Regions from separate parts of the Triticum aestivum genome. Here region 2 is linked to region 1. The links are chromatin contacts, called in public Hi-C maps. All regions are on one chromosome and are shown on one strand. Each heading gives the region's core, a stretch centred on a gene start, on an enhancer-like site or on the middle of the called end of the contact. The rest is flanking DNA. Distances are from core to core; before and after follow the strand shown. Region 1 holds the start of LOC123063345 (alpha,alpha-trehalose-phosphate synthase [UDP-forming] 1). Region 2 has its middle 65 kb from the start of LOC123063371.

Region 1 (3,525 bases), core at 720-3,219:
GTATGTTGTTGCAGTAGCCGTTGTAGTACTGGTGCACGATCTCCTCGTCCAGGAAGACTGGTATGCATCTCTGTTTTGTTTGATCAACAGAAACAGATATTGTTTCAGTCACTAGAACGAACTAGAGTGGTAAAAAAGCAGACAGCACTGTTCTATTGGTTCAGTTGGCATCAGATATGTCATAGATTCTGTGGATTGCAACGAACCTTCTCGGCGAGTGCATTGGTGAGAGCCTGCTGGCCGACCTCGTCGGGGACATTCACACCGGCCCAGCCGATCCACTTCGCGTCGACATCTTTCACACCTGCGAAGTCAGAAAATTCAGTACGTGCAGCTGCTGGTGCAGGATTCCGATGCATGCATCGCTCCGGCGCATGACATTGAGGAGAAGGGATTACCGAGGAGCGCGCTGACGAGGCCACCGGCGCTGATCTCCAGGGACCACTGATCCTCGCCGCGGCGATTGGCGGAGACGGGGAGGCGGTTGGCCACGACGAGGAGGCGCTGCTTCATGCCGCGCAGGCCGAGGCGGCGGAACCCGCTGCGGGGGCCGGAGAGCGGCGGCCGCGCGGCGTGGCCCCCCGACCCGCCGCCACCGGTGTCGTCCATGTTGGCGTGCGCGCCCTCGGGGCGCGACTGGGCGCCGCAGTCGGCAAGGGAGGCCGCGGCGGGCTCGGCGACGTCCGTGTCCATGGCGTCGGGGGACGCGGCCGTGGGCAGGTGGTGGCGCCGGCCGTTGCCCCGGAGCACGCGGTCGATGTCGCTCGGCGAGGCGCCGCCGTCGTTGGAGAAGGGCGAGGAGTCGGGGGCGTTGGAGGACGGGGTCGGCATGGCTTCGTCGCCCAGCCTGCTTCTTCTTCGGCTGATGATGTTGCTGCCCGCGGCGTCAGCGCTCATGGACCGCCGCGACGACTCCCCCGCCGGCTGATTCGGCCTGCAGCATTAGGCGGACGCACGCGGTGAGCGACGGCGGCGCGACAAGGCGGACAAACGAGACGGCCCATCATCACTCATGGGCGGCGGCCGGCGGCCGGCGGCGAGCGACGAACAGCGAACGGCGACGGCTCTGCCTCCCGCCCGCCCGCGAGCGCGCGCGCGTCCCGAGGAGGAGGCGCGGCCGGCCTTAATTGCGCTGCTTTCCTCTCGTGTTGCGTTGTGTGACTCCGTGCGCAGCGGCTCGCTCGCCACGGACCCTGCTAAAACGGCGCGCGGTGGGGCCCGTGCGTCAGTGGGATAGCCGCCAGCCAGGAGCACGGGCCTAGTCAAGCGCGCCGGGCCGCAGAAAATCCTCTTTTATTACGCCCACCGTTCGTCATACACACACACACACACACAATTCCTCCCCCTTTTTTTGTTTTCAAAAAGCTTCAAACGCAAATACAGTACCGTAATCACGTTCCGTTCTACTTTTCCCTAAAAAAAACTCTACTCTACTACTAACAGGAAAAATAAACTTAACAACAACAAAAAAGATCTACACAACGGAAATCGAATGCGATTACAAGACCCGGAGAAGGCCGGATCGTGATCGTGATCGCGTTCACGGCCCATACGGCCCCCGGCATCGGAACTACCAATCCAATCTACTAGTCCCCGATGAGATCGGCGGGAGCCACCCTGCGCGCCGGCCGGGATCCATCCAAGCGAGGCGGCGCCGCCGCACGGGCGAACGAAAGGAGAGAAGAAAAGGGACGACGTGGTACAGATCAACATCTCACCCTATGTCAAGGTCTCGCCGCGCGTGCGCTCCCGGATCGGTCGCCTTCGCCGCCTCGCGCTGCTCTGCAATGGGATGAGACTCCGACTCCGGCCGGCTGGTTATAACAAGAGCGAGATGAGCCCGGGGGATGGGAGGGGACTGCAACAGACTAGCAGAAGAGAATACACTAGGGGGTGAGAGGGGGAGGGAGAGGGGGGTGCAGCAGGGCCGCCACGCCTGGAACTCGCACTCTTGTTTGAGAGCACGGGCGATATGCAGGTCGGGGTGGGGGCGATTGGCACCTTTTTATAGGATCGCTGGGCCTGGGATCCAGCTAGCGGCAGCACCTCCTGCCCCGCGGACCGTATTTATATACTCCCTCCTTCCATCTATACAGGACCTAATGCGTTTTTCAAGATTGTCTTTGACTATTGATAAAATTAATAGTACATGACATGCATAATATAAAAATTATATCATTGAAAGCTCCTTTCACATACGAATTTGATGATGTGCTTTGTGTAAGTTGCATGTCATATATTATTGCTTTAACATTTGATCAAAGTTAGCCTCGAAAAACGTATTAGGCTCTATATAGATGGAAGGAGGGAGTATAAAGAAAAAGGAACCAGCTACGCGTAGTATTTGTGGAATTGTCCCTCGTGCCCCGCGGGGCTGCAACCCTCGGGCCTAGAGGTGTTTAGTGTAAATCACCGTGTATTCCTGACCCTGCTTTTAATTTGCTCTTGTAATGGAATGGAATACTAGTAGACTAAAAGAGAAAGGAAATACATGACAATGTACCTTTTTAAGGGAGACCATAAAAAGGTTCTATATAAGCTAGAGAAATATGTGACTGCTATACATGAAAACATACATATCAATTTTAAAATCATAGCTTATAGTTTAACGAAAAATAGAAGTAATAAATGTACTCGACCATAATTCTTCTCCGTTCATGAATATTCTTAGGAATCATTTTCTATTTTTAAAATTTTCATATTTTCCATATGTCTTAAGTTCTCTATCCAATAGTTTGTCTTCATATTCTTGTTTTCATGTTTTGTAGTAACTTTCTTCCTTATTCATTTATTTGCTATTCTTCCAGAAAATATTTTCTGAATGTGCTTTCACATGTGCAAAATCACCGTTGTGTCATCCGTCAAAGTACTTCAACGTCGGGGAGAATGGTATCACCTTGTGTGCGCTCACAACTACGTGTGCATGAGGCCTTGGAGAATGGGCGGTGGGCCAACGACGTGAGGCCGGACATGGATGCACCGACCGTCATGGAGTTCATGGTATTATGGCAGCGCGTTGGAAACATACAAATACAAGTTGGGATTCCGAATGTCACCAAGTGGGCTTGGGAGCCGGGTGGCGCTTACACTACTTGATCGGCGTACACAGTGTTGTTCATGGGAAGACAGCTTGCCCCCATGGCTGATTTCACGTGGAAGTCTATACCCCCCCCTCCTGTAGTGTCGGTTCTTTGTTGGGCTCACCATGAAGAACCGTTGTTGGACCTCCGATCGTTTGGCTAGACGTGGACTGCCGCATCAGGATACTTGCCCACTTTGCAACCAGGAGGATGAAACCATGAGTCATATCATGTTGCAATGCGTCTTCTCGAGAGCATTCTGGTTACATCTGTGCACAGCTCTGGACAAGCTGGACTGGACCCCCATGCAGAGAAGCACCCTCCCTGTTTGGATCTTGGGCAAGTGCATCCAAGGCATGCATGACAAGGATTTGCGAGCTTTGCTCACATTGGACTTTTGGGAGTTGTGGAAGCACCAGAACGGTATTTTTTTTATGGTGAGCCG
Region 2 (3,744 bases), core at 642-3,141, 340 kb after region 1:
AACATAAAAGGGCAATCTAAAGCAAAGGGACATCACCATGATAGTGGAGAATCGCCCATCGCAGCGGATCAGCTCATTTGTACCTCACACGATGCTTACAAGAAGTCACTCAATATCATAGCGACCGCTGAACTAGTCGCAAGCACTTTATCTTTCCATATCTCGTACGAAATATCTCCCGATTCTTCGCGTGCAAGCACCCGAGGTAACCCGCACCGAGGACGATGGTACTGATCTCCTTCAAACTACGAGGACGACAAGGTTAAGGGCTTTTTTGCTTTGTCTCTTTTAATGTGGTGGAAACAATTAGCAAGTATTGAGAGGCCTATAATAAGTCACAAAAATATATGGAAAATAATTCCTGATAAACTTGTCAATGCAATTTTGGCAAAAAAAAAAAGGGTACGTATGACCGCATGAGAGCTTGGGGATACACTACGAGTTATGCAACCTTCTGGCTACCGAGAAAGAAAGAAAAATGTCGGCTCGGGATTTTTCCTGTCATATTTGACATGGACATGCTAGCTGCTCGCATCCATTCTTTGCATGTACATGGATCTTTCTTATCTTTGAAACAGTAGTTCGGCACTGAAAAGATACTCTTCTCGCTAAGTTTCGAAAATGAGATTGTTCTTTTACGAAAGCAATCTCATGGGATGTTGTGTACTCATATACCTACATGCCATGTCGAGACCCACTAGATTATTAGCATATCGTTAAGTAAAGTGTAGTATGTATGTGACAACTTCCAGGGCATTTGCATGCACAGAGCTTCCACCATGCCATCATTTTCTCGTACTGCTATTCTCCCGGGCGGGGCGGGGCCGGGGCTGACATCACGACGCGCCGCGGCTGGAAACGGAAAGCAGACCGGGCAGCGGCATGCATGCATGTGCCCCTGCGATCCACGGAGGAACCGAACCAAATCCTCATCGGGAATCGCGCCCTGGCCGGGCGCGCGACACCGCCACCTTTTATCCGATCTCGCCCAGATCTCGCCGCGCGCGGTGTCAGTCAGTGTGGTAGAGTACGTCCTGGTGCTAGTGCTAGTTGGAGGTGGCAGTACTACCATGCGTATGCATCATGTTGCAACTTGCTGGCGGTTTTATGCCCGGGGTGAGTGAGATCACGATCGAATCCGCGGCCCTTTTCCTGGCATCGATCCGTCGTCCCGAGCAACTTGCAAAAGCTTGATGTGTTGCAGTGCTAGACAGTACCAAGTACCTTGCGTAGCTCCTCCCCTTTTCTTCGTTTTATGAGAATAATAATCAATCCGTTTTTCAAACGGAAAAACGAGCTAGCTAGCTTCGAACCTGCATTCACCGGCAGTACAGTTTTCTACAGAGTACTCGTCGCTGTGAGAATGACACGCAAGGTCTGCACTACGTGCGTTTACATATATAGAACCGTCACATAGTACTACGTCGAATCTCCGGCCCTTTTCGACCGTGGCATCGATCCATCGCCCGCCCAACTTGCAAAAGGTTGATGTGTTGCAGTGCAGCGCTAGATAGATAGTATAGTAGGAGTAGGAGCAGTACCAATTACCTTCCGTAACCCCTCCCCTTTTCATCCTTTCGGTTTCGGGAGCATAATATTCGGACAAGCATAGCATGCAGCAGTACAATTTTCTACTCCCTCCGTTCCGAATTATTCATCGTAGAAATGGATGTTTCTAAATGTATTTTAGTTTTAGATACATCCATTTCTGCGACAAATAATTTGGAACGGAGGGAGTACAAGGCAGCACGTACGTGCGTACGCTACCAGATCCTACGGAAAAGTATACATATAGATTTTGAAATACTTCTACTACTACACCTGTGGACTGTGGTGCATGGGCTACAGCTAGCTAGCGCGTGTGGTGGTGCGTAGCCTGGCCCTGGCCCTGGCCGTGCATGCAAGTGGCAGGGCGCGTGCGTATCACGCCCCGCCACGTGGCGAGAATGTGCCCGGCGGCAGATACGTCGAGATCACTCGCTCCTCCGGCCAGGCCACGGCCCACGATCGATGATGGACGTGCTTTTATCGGAGAGATGGACTCATGGACATGGACGTGCCGGATATGGGGAGATCGCCGGTCGAATGCCCTGTCGGGAATACCAGAGGGACAAAAATCACCCGTGTGCGTGGAAGCAAGTGGACTTCATCTGGTGCAGAAGCATCAACCAAGCGACGTTTTTCCCCAACTGAAGCAGGGCGCCCCTATGGCAGATCCTATTTGACGCTTCAGGCGCGCGTTACTGTGCATTTTGCAAATGGCGCCTGAAGCCCTCTAAGCTGGGCCAGCCCGTTTAGCTATTTTTATTTCCTTTTTTGCTACATAAATCTCAGTAACATTTTTCGAAATTGGTGAGACTTTTACAGAATTGATTAACTTTTTTCACAATCAATAAACTTTTTTAAAATTTGATGATTGTTATAGAAAGTTCTGCGAAATCGATGATTTTTATTTCAAAATCGATCATTTTTTTCAATTCAATGATCTTTTGTAAAACAAATGATGAAGTTTTTAAAATTTGATGAACTTTTTCAAATTTGGTGAACTCAATTTCGATGAATGTTTCTTCAAAATCGATAAACTTTTTTCAACATTGTTGAACCTTTTTCAAAATTGATGAACTTTTTTTTCAATTCAATGATCTTTCGCAAAAAACAAATTGAACTGTTTTTTTTTCAAAAATTGGTGAACTTTTTTTCAAAATCGATAAACTTTTTTCAACATTGTTGAACCTTTTTCAAAATTGATGAACATTTTTTTCAATTCAATGATCTTTCGCAAAAAACAAATTGAACTGTTTTTTTCAAAAATTGGTGAACTTTTTTCCAATATCGATAAACTTTTTTCAACATTGTTGAACCTTTACAAAATTGATGAAGCTATTTTCAGTTCAATGATCTTTTGTAAAAATGATGATTTTTTCCAAATTCAATTAAAAAATTCAAATTTGATGAACTTTTTTCACATTCAATTAACTCAAGTTCATGAACTTTTGTTTTCAAAATTCGTGAGGTTTTTTTTTCGTTTTTGAGATTTTTTCCCCTGGTTTTTTTGTCAAATGTTAATGTATAGATGGGTCGGTCCACCGTCGCTGGCACATGGGCGCCATGGAGCTTCCCTGGCGCCTGAAGCGCCAAATAGGAGCTCCCGCCTATTGGGACAAGGATGAGGAGCACACGAGTGCGCAGCTCGTTGAAATCATTACGAGTCACTTTTTGGTTCGGAATCCTTTGCACAGTTACTTGAGTGATTTTCACATTCATGATACATCGGTCGTATGTATATATGTACAGTCCCAACCTGTCCATACATATCTACGGAGTAATACGAATTGCAATGGAGACATGACATTGATGGGTAGGACGTGGCAAATAAAGTCTCACAGACAGAAGCAAAAAATTCCACAAAGCATTGAATGACCTTACCGTTGGTGTGCATGTCCATCGTGTAAATAATGGATTAACCTATAAAAGCACGGTGGTAACAGTGAAAACTGACTATAATAGAACCGATTCTTCCACGGTGCATTGAATATGTTACATGTTTGTGTGTTGTATGCATGTCTGATGTGTAAAGAAATTGGATAAATCAGTAGAAACTGTTAAGCTAAATATTTGTTTCATTGGCCTAAATGATAATAATCTCTACTATCTAAAAGAACCGTAAGGTTCCGTTTCCCCCCTTACGTCGTCGAACCTTCTCCCCTTCGTCCGCCTCTCCCTGCTCCCGATTTGATTTTTTCA

The links. A called contact is a pair of places that touch in the nucleus more often than the background predicts.
Region 2: a contact with region 1 is called in a Hi-C map of leaf, with 7 times the contacts expected there. The contact joins the enhancer-like site here to the promoter of LOC123063345 in region 1. A contact is called at or near these places in 2 of 5 Hi-C or Micro-C datasets (both in leaf).

Annotation. Positions count from the first base shown.
Region 1 is chr1A:530,918,688-530,922,212 of IWGSC CS RefSeq v2.1, forward strand. LOC123063345 (alpha,alpha-trehalose-phosphate synthase [UDP-forming] 1) reads right to left here and starts at 1,970. Exons shown (of 18, transcript XM_044487108.1): 1 at 1,719-1,970; 2 at 399-934; 3 at 207-304; 4 at 1-70. The coding sequence starts at 897.
Region 2 is chr1A:531,263,275-531,267,018 of IWGSC CS RefSeq v2.1, forward strand. No RefSeq gene overlaps it. Among protein-coding and RNA genes, the nearest start is that of LOC123063371, 65 kb to the right of the region's middle. Within about 2 kb of position 1,892, at least 4 of the 8 cell types and tissues checked have an H3K27ac peak or open chromatin away from gene starts, as enhancers often do. A contact at or near this core is called in leaf, where this site is marked.